Regions from separate parts of the Sus scrofa genome. Here region 1 is linked to region 2. A link is a contact called in public Hi-C data. All regions are on one chromosome and are shown on one strand. Each heading gives the region's core, a stretch centred on a gene start, on an enhancer-like site or on the middle of the called end of the contact. The rest is flanking DNA. Distances are from core to core; before and after follow the strand shown.

What was found. Hi-C and Micro-C count contacts between places; a contact is called where the count stands out from the background.
Region 1: a contact with region 2 is called in a Hi-C map of liver, with 5 times the contacts expected there. The contact joins two enhancer-like sites. A contact is called at or near these places in 1 of 47 Hi-C or Micro-C datasets (liver) and 1 of 2 datasets of contacts at active chromatin or transcription factors (alveolar macrophages).

The regions. Positions count from the first base shown.
Region 1 is chr2:26,318,338-26,323,420 of Sscrofa11.1, forward strand. All of the region lies in intron 2 of EHF (ETS homologous factor), which reads right to left. Among named protein-coding and RNA genes, the nearest start is that of EHF, 19 kb to the right of the region's middle. Within about 2 kb of position 3,669, at least 29 of the 83 cell types and tissues checked have an H3K27ac peak or open chromatin away from gene starts, as enhancers often do. A contact at or near this core is called in alveolar macrophages and liver, where this site is marked.
Region 2 is chr2:25,992,838-25,998,336 of Sscrofa11.1, forward strand. No RefSeq gene overlaps it. Among named protein-coding and RNA genes, the nearest start is that of MIR1343, 71 kb to the right of the region's middle. Within about 2 kb of position 3,819, at least 31 of the 83 cell types and tissues checked have an H3K27ac peak or open chromatin away from gene starts, as enhancers often do. A contact at or near this core is called in alveolar macrophages and liver, where this site is marked.

The DNA.
Region 1 (5,083 bases), core at 2,419-4,918, 330 kb after region 2:
GCCCCCTGCCCCCATTTCATACATAGTCACTGCTCTCTCCTGGTGCCATCTGGGGCCTCTCACCTCTACCACGTTTCTCCAAGATTATAAAATTCTCCAGATCACTCAGTCATGCAGGGACCCTGATTTTCCTTCTTTGCCAGAGCAACCCATAGTCATCTTTTTCCAGTATATCAAAGAGTGACTTTTAGGATGAGAGCATGGAAAGCTCTCTTCGTTTTGCCATGTCTACAACATGCTTAGGTAGGAATATGCTAGGGTTCAAAAGCAGGGCCAGTTTTATCAATGATACTCTTTCAGCCATTAAAACAGATCTATACACCTATACATTTATAGATACATACATACTTATATACATGGATAAATATGAATATTTATGCATACATATAATATAAATACTTCTCTCCTCTCTCTTTTTTTTTTTTTTAATTATCTTTTTGCCTTTTCCAGGGCCACTTCCTGCGGCATATGGAGATTCCCAGGCTAGGGATCTAATCGAGCTTAGCCGCCGGCCTACGCCACAGCCACAGCAACGTGGGATCCAAGCCGTGTCTGTAACCTACACCACAGCTCATAGCAATGCCGGATCCTTAACCCACTGAGCAAGGCCAGGGATTGAACCCGCAACTTCATGGTTCCTAGTTGGATGCATTAACCACTGCACCACGACGGGAACTCCTAATATAAATACTTCTCTTATGACTCAATAAAGTTCATTTTATATTTTGGAGATAAACAGGTCCATGATTGTTGGAGCTTCATCTGAATTAGACCTCAGGCAAAAAAGCGGGGTTTGCTTCTGCTAGAAAAGGAAGATACACTGGGAGTCACCAGGGCCACAGCAAATCTTTTTATTTTTTTGTCTTTTTGCCATTTCTTGGGCCGCTCCCGCAGCATATGGAGGTTCTCAGGCTAGGGGTCTAATCGGAGCTGTAGCTGCCAGCCTACACCAGAGCCACAGCAACACGGGATCCGAGCCGTGTCTGCAACCCACACCACAGCTCACGGAATGCCGGATCGTTAACCCACTGAGCAAGGGCAGGGATCGAACCGCAACTTCATGGTTCCTAGTCGGATTCGTTAACCACTGCGCCACGACGGGAACTCCCCACAGCAAATCTTAAGCAGGGCTTTGCCTGCAGTCTCTGTTCCCAGCCCCAGGGGACTGAGAGTCAAGGCCATGGTCTACCTTCTTCCCAGCTCCTCGATTCATTCAACCACATCATCTCCAAAGTGCCTCATAATTGGCTGCCTTGTGTGGGTATTTTCACTCCTCAAACCCAAGGAGCGATTAGGTCTTTTAAACAATGACTTTTGTGATGACCACGATATCCAGATCATTCTCGGTTCTTAATCAAAGTTGCCAGCAGGTGAATTCACAGCACTTGCCCAAAGGATGTTGCAATAGCTCACTGACTTCCTGTTTCAATATGACTATCATTTCAAAAGAACTACTCCCAAGGCGGAGAAAAGAAAATTCAAGTACATGTGAAATCTAACTGAATGTAACATAGACAATAATTCATGTTTTCCAAATGAATCAAAATGTGAATCAAGCTTGGGGAATGTATTTGATCCTCTCGGGATTACATCACAGGTAATTTCATACCCTCATAACGTGTTTTGAAACAGATATTTCATGTTTCCAGGGGCAACATCAGAAGCATTATTCCTGGGCTTTCAAGTGTTTTCATGAGCAGTGACGCCATATTGGAAGGCCAAGAGCTGATCCATTACAGATATACTTTTCTGACTGTAAATCATTTAGAAACATACGGATTATGCTGATCTTTATCATTCTTGGTGCCAGATCCACACAAGACACAGATACTGACAACAGACAGGCACTAAATTTGATCAAAAGACAAAAGTACCTTACATGACCTCAGGGGCCCTTATCAATCTCGTTCAGCTATACGACAGACTAAAATGGAGCAAGCTTTGAGTCATAAAAGCTTAGAGGCTTTTGAGACCTCCACAGAAACTAGGGCTCTCTCCTCCCAGAAATGCATATTCACACCTGGTTTTTTTAGGGCCCTGGGCCCTCTAAAGACCATCCACTGACCTCTTACAAATCTATGGACACCAAGAGTCTTTAAAAAAAAAAAAAATCTCTCTTGCACTCATGTTGGATTGAAATGTCAAGAAAACTTTGTAGTGGGGTTGGGGGTGGGAGATATGTTTACTCCATCCTCTGAGAGAAGGCCTGAGAGATTCTATTATTGCTCTCTGCACTGGACCTGGGTGTTGCCTAGTTCTATGGCGACACCAGGAAGGGCCCCATTGGCTCTTCCCATTGGCAGCTGCTGGAGCCACCGTGCTGCATCCAGGAGGGCCATTCTGGACCTCTGTTTGGCAAGCTGGTGAAGATTTCACCATTTTCCCCACCACCCTGAACCTCAGTATCTATCTCCCCATGAATCCTCAACTCTGTTCTAAAACCAAAGAATCATAAAGAACGTATAGCAAAGACCAAAACCAAAAACAAAACCTAGGCCCCCACTTATTACAATCCTAGGTCTCTGTAGGTCTTTGGAAAGGGACACACGTGATGAACCAGAGCATCCAGAATTAATTTGATGGTGGTTTTTCTACGTGGCTGAAGAGGCCACACAGCTGTTTCTCAAAAGTCAGTCTTTAGGCCACCTCTATCCTCAGCACCCGAGGAGAACTTAAACTTGAAGTTTCCTGGGGTGCCACCCAGACCTGTGAATGAGACTCTATGTCTTTAAGAACCCCCCGCTCACCAATCCTTAAGCCCTCTCACAGCCGAGCCCTCCTGGTCCAAGGCTCCTCTGCTTTGTCTTCCCTCAACTTCCCACAACAAGATAACCACCTCCAGCGGTGATGGGCCTTGAAAGAGAAATATCCATAAAGGCCAGGAAATCCTTGTAAAGTCAGAGACAACACATTCGGTCCCAAGAACCCGAGCTCCAGTTCATCTGCGGAGATCCTATCACTCGGTTATTTGCCAATTTGAAATGAAGCAGGTCCTGACGTTCAGCACCACCAAAGGGTTCAAGGCAACAGTGCCCAGCCGCTGAGAGGGATGGGTCCCTGAAGGCCAAGCAAACAAACCCAGCCCCGGAGCACAGCACTTGCAGAGCATTGCCGGGACAATGACTTCCAACAGGGGAAGCTCATGGCCGGCTGAGTCAGCCCTTCCCCTATCCCACCCCCACCCCTGCTCTTCCAAAGATTACTTAATCACCCTGGATTTTAGACCTCAGACCGAGGAAGACTGCTGTCTTAGCCTTCAGAAGAGAGAAGCCATCATCAAGCAAGGTTTGTCCTGCTAGTATAAATATTTATTTACCCCTCCGATTAATAGGTATTTATCGACTATCCTCTAGAGGCGAGGCACTGCGTGGACATCAGGGAACCAAACCCAGAAGCTGCCCTGCTCCATTCGGCCAGGACACCGCTTCTGAAAACAATGTCTCTTTCCCCATGTCCTCTGACCTCATTCGCCATCTCCTGCTGAAGACACACAGTGGAGTAACAGCGGAGAGAGCCAGGCGACCGGCCCCGGCATTTCGAAAGGACCGAACTTGGCGAGAACTTCAACACTGTTTAAAAACAGGACCGATCCTCCTCTCTCCGGCAACCCTGTGCCCTTGCCTTCCCAGGAAACCCTCACTAAGACCTGGAGTTGGCAGCCCTGCGTGTCACAAAGCAGCCTCAGCCAAAACCAATCTCAACTCAGGGCAGAATAAAGCCGTTGGTTGTCTGGAGGGCTGAATGTCTTTCCCCGAGACAATAGCGTGTTTATGTGTCAGAGGGTTATAGGGGCAGGTTAACATAAAACCCACCGTAAACAGAGCTGTTAATTCAGTTGCTGGCAGGGGCTTCTGTTATCTTCTGAATACCTCCCAGAGGGTATAAGCCCTACCTTTTCATTTGAGTTGGCAGCAGAGTTATTTTTTTGCACCTGTTGCTCTGCTCCAATAACAACGCAGTTAAGCATTGATTTGTTGGAAAATAAACAGAAAAAAGCAAAGAAAGGCATCTGCCCAAACAGCCTGAGCTGGTTCGACTGAGAGTTCATGCCAATTTGTTTTTCCTATAAAAACCAAAGAAAAACCCATGCTTTCAGTTTGAAGGCTACCCTCCCACTCCCTCCGAAGAAAAGGTGGTATCAAAGAGGCCAGCCAGAGCTGGCAGGGCCAAGAAGCCAGAAGACACTGTACTTTTCCATTGGCTGGCTCTGTGAGGGCACTGAGGGGTGTCCAAGATCCACAGAATGACATGGCCAGCCTCCAGCCAGCCCAGATTAAGATCCTGATCCGATTAACAAGGGCAGGGAAAGGGGCTGCCGGGGTATGACCAAAACTCAAACCACACTCTTCCAAATGGTTGACTTCTGAAACTCAGTGTGGCTCAGGGAGTAGGTGTGGTCTAGGGGTTACCTCCTAAAGCAGGGACTCAGCGTGCCTCTCCCAAAGACTTCTTCCATCCAGCCCTGGGCAAGCAGTATGATTTGAAAATCCCCGTTGTCTGGACCAGAGCTTTCCCAGCAGGGCAAGGACGCTGGCCATTCCTCCCTCCAAGGCGACCTGTGGATACGCACTCAGGTGCAGCCAAGTGACTTGAAGTCCCAGGTGAAAAGGACCTGAGATGTTGACAGTGCAATGGCTGCACTAACTCAGGCATCACCGCCGCGCTCTCATTTCTCAACAGTTTGTCAATATCACATGATGCGCTCAAGCCCAAAAGAGTCACAAATAGCTAAACAAATCACTCAAATGGAGATCATGACAATGCTAATTAAGCAATGGCATCATCACCCAGCCTTCAACACACACAGTCAGGAGAAGCCTCTTAATATCTCTCTCTAAGCCTTGAGCAGAAAGCCTAGGATGTGGGCAACATGCCAGGGTCCCCGAGATTATCACCTCCCTCTGCAGCTTCCTCTCCGCCACAGGACCTTCATTATCACCAGACCCCTGGCTTCAGGGGGAGCCCAGAGGTGGGGGACGGCCTCAGAAATGCCACTTCTCAAGGAGCGTTAAGGACTGGGTGTCCCGACAGGGGAGGGATATGGCTGGCTGAGCATTCCCAAGCATTCCTGTCATGAGCAGGG
Region 2 (5,499 bases), core at 2,569-5,068:
TTAAAATCTCAAACTAGATGCACTTCCTCTGTCACAGCTTATTCACATAAGCAGCCTTCTTAAAACCAATGGTCCCCACTAATAAGACATACACATGAATGCCCCACAGCCAAGTACATTAAAGGAGAAACAGCTACCCCTTCTTTATATTTTTGCATGTACAACAGACATTGGCTGAGATGTATCAGCTGCTCTGAAGGGCAAGATTGGAAAATTAAACTTCCATGAACCAAAAGTCAAAAATCAAAGCACAATCACCCATGCCACATTGAACTTGGAAGGATGTATAAATAAGATAATGCTTTGAACAAACACTGCTGGAATATGGAAGAAGTCGTTCTAGCCAAGCATTGCCTTTGAGGTTCACTCCAAAAACCAGGCAACCCTTTGGGAGAGCTGGCCTCATAATTCTGAGTGTCTCAAGTGTGGCAATTCCAGTTCATGAGTGCTAACATGATTTGTGAAGACGATACACACACAACTGGCCTCATACTCAAAGCCTGACAAGATCTTTTTCCTGGCATGTATTGCTGGCTGATTGCTCTCAGTCCTTAAGATGGAGGAGACATACAGGGAGAATGCTTTGGAGGCGCATACAGAACCTGTAATTTCTCACATTTCTCTTTGCTTGGTAGTTAATGAGCAAACATTCCCTTCTCCACCTTATCTCTTTTGAGGTCATATCAGCAATTATCTGCCCTCAGTGCAAAACTACCTGAATAATTCTTAATGCAGAAGAGCTTATCAGTTGTCTTTCATTCCCTTTTGTCCAAGAATGATCAGCAGTAAAATATTTCAAACACACAGAAAAAGAGAGGTAAATAAAACCACCCAGACTTGACAGAGGTGAACACTCCACTGTATGCATACACTTAATATATTTTTAAATAAAGCTCTTCACTCATCACTGCCACATTTATAAGACTATTTGGCTTTTTGCTGTAACAGGTCCTATGAACACATCTTTGTGTATAAATCTCTGAAGTGGCTGCACAGCTCTCAGCTCCACAGTCTGTACTGTTCCAATATGGCCCACGTCACAGGGCAGGGGCTGAGACCAAGTGCTGTGGTGGTTGCAGTGTGGCTTTGGGTCCATTCAGATTTGAGTTCCAATCCTGCCAACTAGCCAAGCAAGTTTTGACAGATGTCTGTACCTAGTTTCTCATTTATAAAATAGGAATAATAACACCTACCTTGTAGAGATGTTGGGAGGTGATGTTAAGTAAAGCATCGGAAGAGTACCCAGCATGTGCTAAGTGGTTAAGATCAGCTTGTGCATCTCTTGCATGTACCAAACAACCCTTACAGAGCATGGGTCCATATCCAACTGAAACCAATCAACCACTACCTAGATAATTAAGATAATTAACAACCCCTTACATGTGGGCTGATACATGTCACCATCTCTAGCTCAGTGAAATGGCAGTCTTTTTTTTTTTTTTTTTTTTTTTTTTTTTTTAATAGTGGGAAATGACTTTTCCCCATGCTTCTGATTTCAAAAATGTCATGGAATTTTACAGTTTTATAGCATTTACCGTTATGTAAAATCAAATCAGCCCATGAGCGAAGGAAGCAGTTGGTTACAAAAGCAAGGTGCCCTGTGACCACAGACATTATTTGGCTGTCTTTATTTAAGCATCTTCTTCTTTTCATATCCTTAGGTTTGTCTATTGTCCTTAGAGCAAATGGCCTTTAAAAGGCCACACGTTTAACTCAGTGGTTCTTAACCATGGCTGAGGCTCAAACTCACCTGGTCTTTGAAAAAAGAAATCTGGGAGTTCCCGTCGTGGCGCAGTGGTTAACGAATCCGACTAGGAACCATGAGGTTGCGGGTTCGGTCCCTGCCCTTGCTCAGTGGGTTAACGATCCGGCGTTGCCGTGAGCTGTGGTGTAGGTTGCAGACGCGGCTCGGATCCCGCGTTGCTGTGGCTCTGGCGTAGGCCGGTGGCTACAGCTCCGATTAGACCCCTAGCCTGGGAACCTCCATATGTCGAGGGAGCGGCCCAAGAAATAGCAACAACAACAACAAAAAAGACAAAAGACAAAAAAAAAAAAAAAAAAAAAAAAAGAAATCTGCCTACCCTGTTATCTATCATCTATCTATCCATCTATCCCAAGACCCCCAACCAAGACAGACTCTGTGAGCGGGAGTGATGAGGGTAGAGTAAGAGTGGGATGGATTCATGTTCCACTCAGGTGAGGCTGTTATAGATCCAGAAGTGAGAATTACACTGGGTTACCTATCAGAAATGGTACCTACCAGAGAAGCAGTACAAGATTTTGGAATTAATCAGAAAGTCTTTTTTTTTTTTTTTTTTTTTTTTTTTTTTTTTAATACCCTTCAATAACTTTGCAAGCAGGATGGTGCTATTCCAAGTCTTCTGTTGCAAATTATGTCTTCCATAGGAATGAGGCATACACAAAGTCCATCCAAGCACAATGTAAATCAAAACACATGTCCACCTCTTGGAGCAAAAGCACTCAGACCATCAAACTGGATTCCACTGGAATGAGTCTGTGTGACACCATACTGAAGTAATCGTAACCCCCCCCCCAAAGAAAGTTCTGTGAAGGATAGCCAAAAATACAAAGAACATTGGACTTAACTTTCTAAAAAAAAATTTTTTTTTAATTGCACAGTGCACACACTGTATCCTTCTGCAAACATCCACACTGTGTGAGAAACTGGCCTAAGAGCACGCTCTTTTCCAGACGTGCCTGTTCTGCCAGTACTCACCTTCCCTCTCCCTCTTCTTCTTTACTGCCAATAGCTGAACGCTCTCGAGGTAATGGGGCAGAGAAGTGCATCTGAAGACAGAGACCATTAAGAAATCACGGGTTGGAGTTCCCGTCGTGGCGCGTGGTTAACGAATCCGACTAGGAACCATGAGGTTGCGGGTTCGGTCCCTGCCCTTGCTCAGTGGGTTAACGATCTGGCGTTGCCGTGAGCTGTGGTGTAGGTTGCAGACGCGGCTCGGATCCCACGTTGCTGTGGCTCTGGCGTAGGCCGGTGGCTACAGCTCCGATTGGACCCCTAGCCTGGGAACCTCCATATGCCGCGGGAGCGGCCCAAGAAATAGCAACAACAACAACAACAACAAAAGAGAGACAAAAGACAAAAAAAAAAAAAAAAAAAGAAAAAAAAATCACGGGTTGCTTTAAAAAAAAAAAAAGAAATCAATCACGGGTCTGTTTATTTATTACAGTTTCCATGGCAAGAGCCAAACAACTGTTTCAAAGCAACAACAATAAAGGAAAGAACCTCTCAGGCAGGCAAACCCTACAGAGAAAGTAAAAGTTATAGGCCCCGCATGAGACGATGCCATGTGTCCTTCCCCAAACCAAGGGGCCTGGCTCATCATGGGGCTGGCCACATGCACAGACAAACTCCAGACACCAAGAACCCACTCCTAGAAAGGGCTCACTTTCCTATGTATGTTTGGGGATCCTGTTGCTAAGTTTCTCTTTCAAATGGCTTCCAAGTATCAGACCGTGAAATCTCTGGGGCTTTCCGGGCCACCTAATTCCAAGTAATCAGGAATCTGAGTAGGGGCAGAATGCTGGCTGACCTCTTTCTACAAGCAGAGACCTAGGATCCGGGCCACTGAGATGTTTAGCTAGCTCTCTCCACCTGGACAGAGTCAGCAGGTGAAATGTTTTCTAGGGCTTGGGGAGGACAAATCCAAAGCTGGCCCCTCTCCCTGTGAGAAAGCAGGGCCACCAGACTTATTAGTAACAGAGTAGTAAACTCCCTCACTGCAACCTCATCCCTACCTGTCACCTTTGCCCTGGACCCAAGTGCCTTGGCCTACGTCAACTGCAACAAAGTTGCTTTCTCTTCCAATAAAGGCTCCAAGTATCTAATCATTAGTTTCTCCAACCATCCAACCTAATGACAGTGTTCTTGACTAGCTTCCAAGAGGCCCCCCTTCCCCAAGGAAGCGAGTGGAAAATTAGGCAGAGAGAGAATGGTGAAAGCAGCAGTTTCTAATCATTAACTTGCCTTTTTTTTTTTTAAAGGGAGGAAATTCCCTCTGTGGATTTCCTTACAGCAGAAATGGTATCTCAGCTTTGGACTTGCCCCTACATTCATTCATGCTGGTACTTTTTATTCAGTTTTGATAGTAGGTAGGTTCCCCCCTGCCTAAAAACCCAGGGGAAAAAACCCAATTCTTTAATTTACTCACATCCTGCTAGGCTTTCTTAGCCTAATCACTTCACACCAGCTTCACCTTCAACTGCAACACCCTAGTGTGAAGGAAGGGGAACAGGTTTCTTGGAGGTTTCCCGGATCTCAGATCAGAGGGAACGAGGGACCTCTACTTGGCTCCCTCGCCCCCATCCCCAACAGCAGGGGTCCCTGAGGCTATTTCAAAAAAAAAACCCACAAAAAACAAAAGGTCAGTATGCTCAGTCCTAGAAGAAACCTTACCTCCAAGATTTGGGGGGGCAGAAAGAACAAATTAAGTAAAGTAACTGACAAAATCTGGTAACTGCCAGTTCCTGAGAACCCAAGAGATAAACAGTGAGAGTTATCCCCAACCTGTAGGTGGATGAAGAGAAGAAATAAAAGAACGGGGTGTGCTACAGATTGGGAGAGGAACTCCCCTCCTGTCCTGGGGGTGCCCCCGTGTCCCTGGCTTTGGGAGACCACTCGACCAGCAAGGTTGACAGCTGCTCACACATGCAAAAGCACATAACACTTGTTCCACTTGCAACCTGGGCCTGGGGGCTGGTTTTATCCAAAGGGTGATTTTTAATTCTTTATTTTTTTTTTTTTTCCTATCGTGGCAGTTCACACTGTGCCTCATCCTGGCCTTTATATTGAGGCTAAGCCACACGGAGGCGGACATTAAAAGGCGGTCAGGAAGGAGGCACGCGTGGAGGAAGGAGGAAGTGGCAGTAAAGAGGGGCCATGATGCCCCCTTTGGTTGATGATAGTTGTGATTTTAGGGGAGGGGTAGTGAGGATTGTGTGTAGATAATATGAGCCCCAGGCTAGTCCAGATAATATGTGAGATAGAACTATAAAATAAAGACACCCATTTTACTGCCTGGCTGCTGAACTGAATACATATGTCAACCACAGGTCATTATTTTTTTAAAACCCCGGGCTGGCGAACCACTTCCAGCTCCTCGTATGCAACATTGTTTACCACCAAAGCCCAGTTCCATAGCCCTGGATGTATGGGCCACGGCTACGTGGAACTCTGCCCTCTGAAATCCCCGTGTCTCCGTCTAGTTTACACACTGACTCTGGCATTATATTCTTAAACTATAAAGTCTTCCATTTATGCCCATTCCGAAAGCCTAAGCAAACAAAACTAGTCTAAGAAACGGCCAGTTTACTCTGGAAATCTGATCCTCTCCTTGCCCAGGAACCACATGGATGTCAAGGAGCTCACATGTCAGTTCTCCCTCTGTCCCCAACAGCCCCTGGACTTTGGGAGAAGGCCTGTCTTTTCTTTGGAGTTTAGTTTTCTCCTTTTTTAAAAAATGA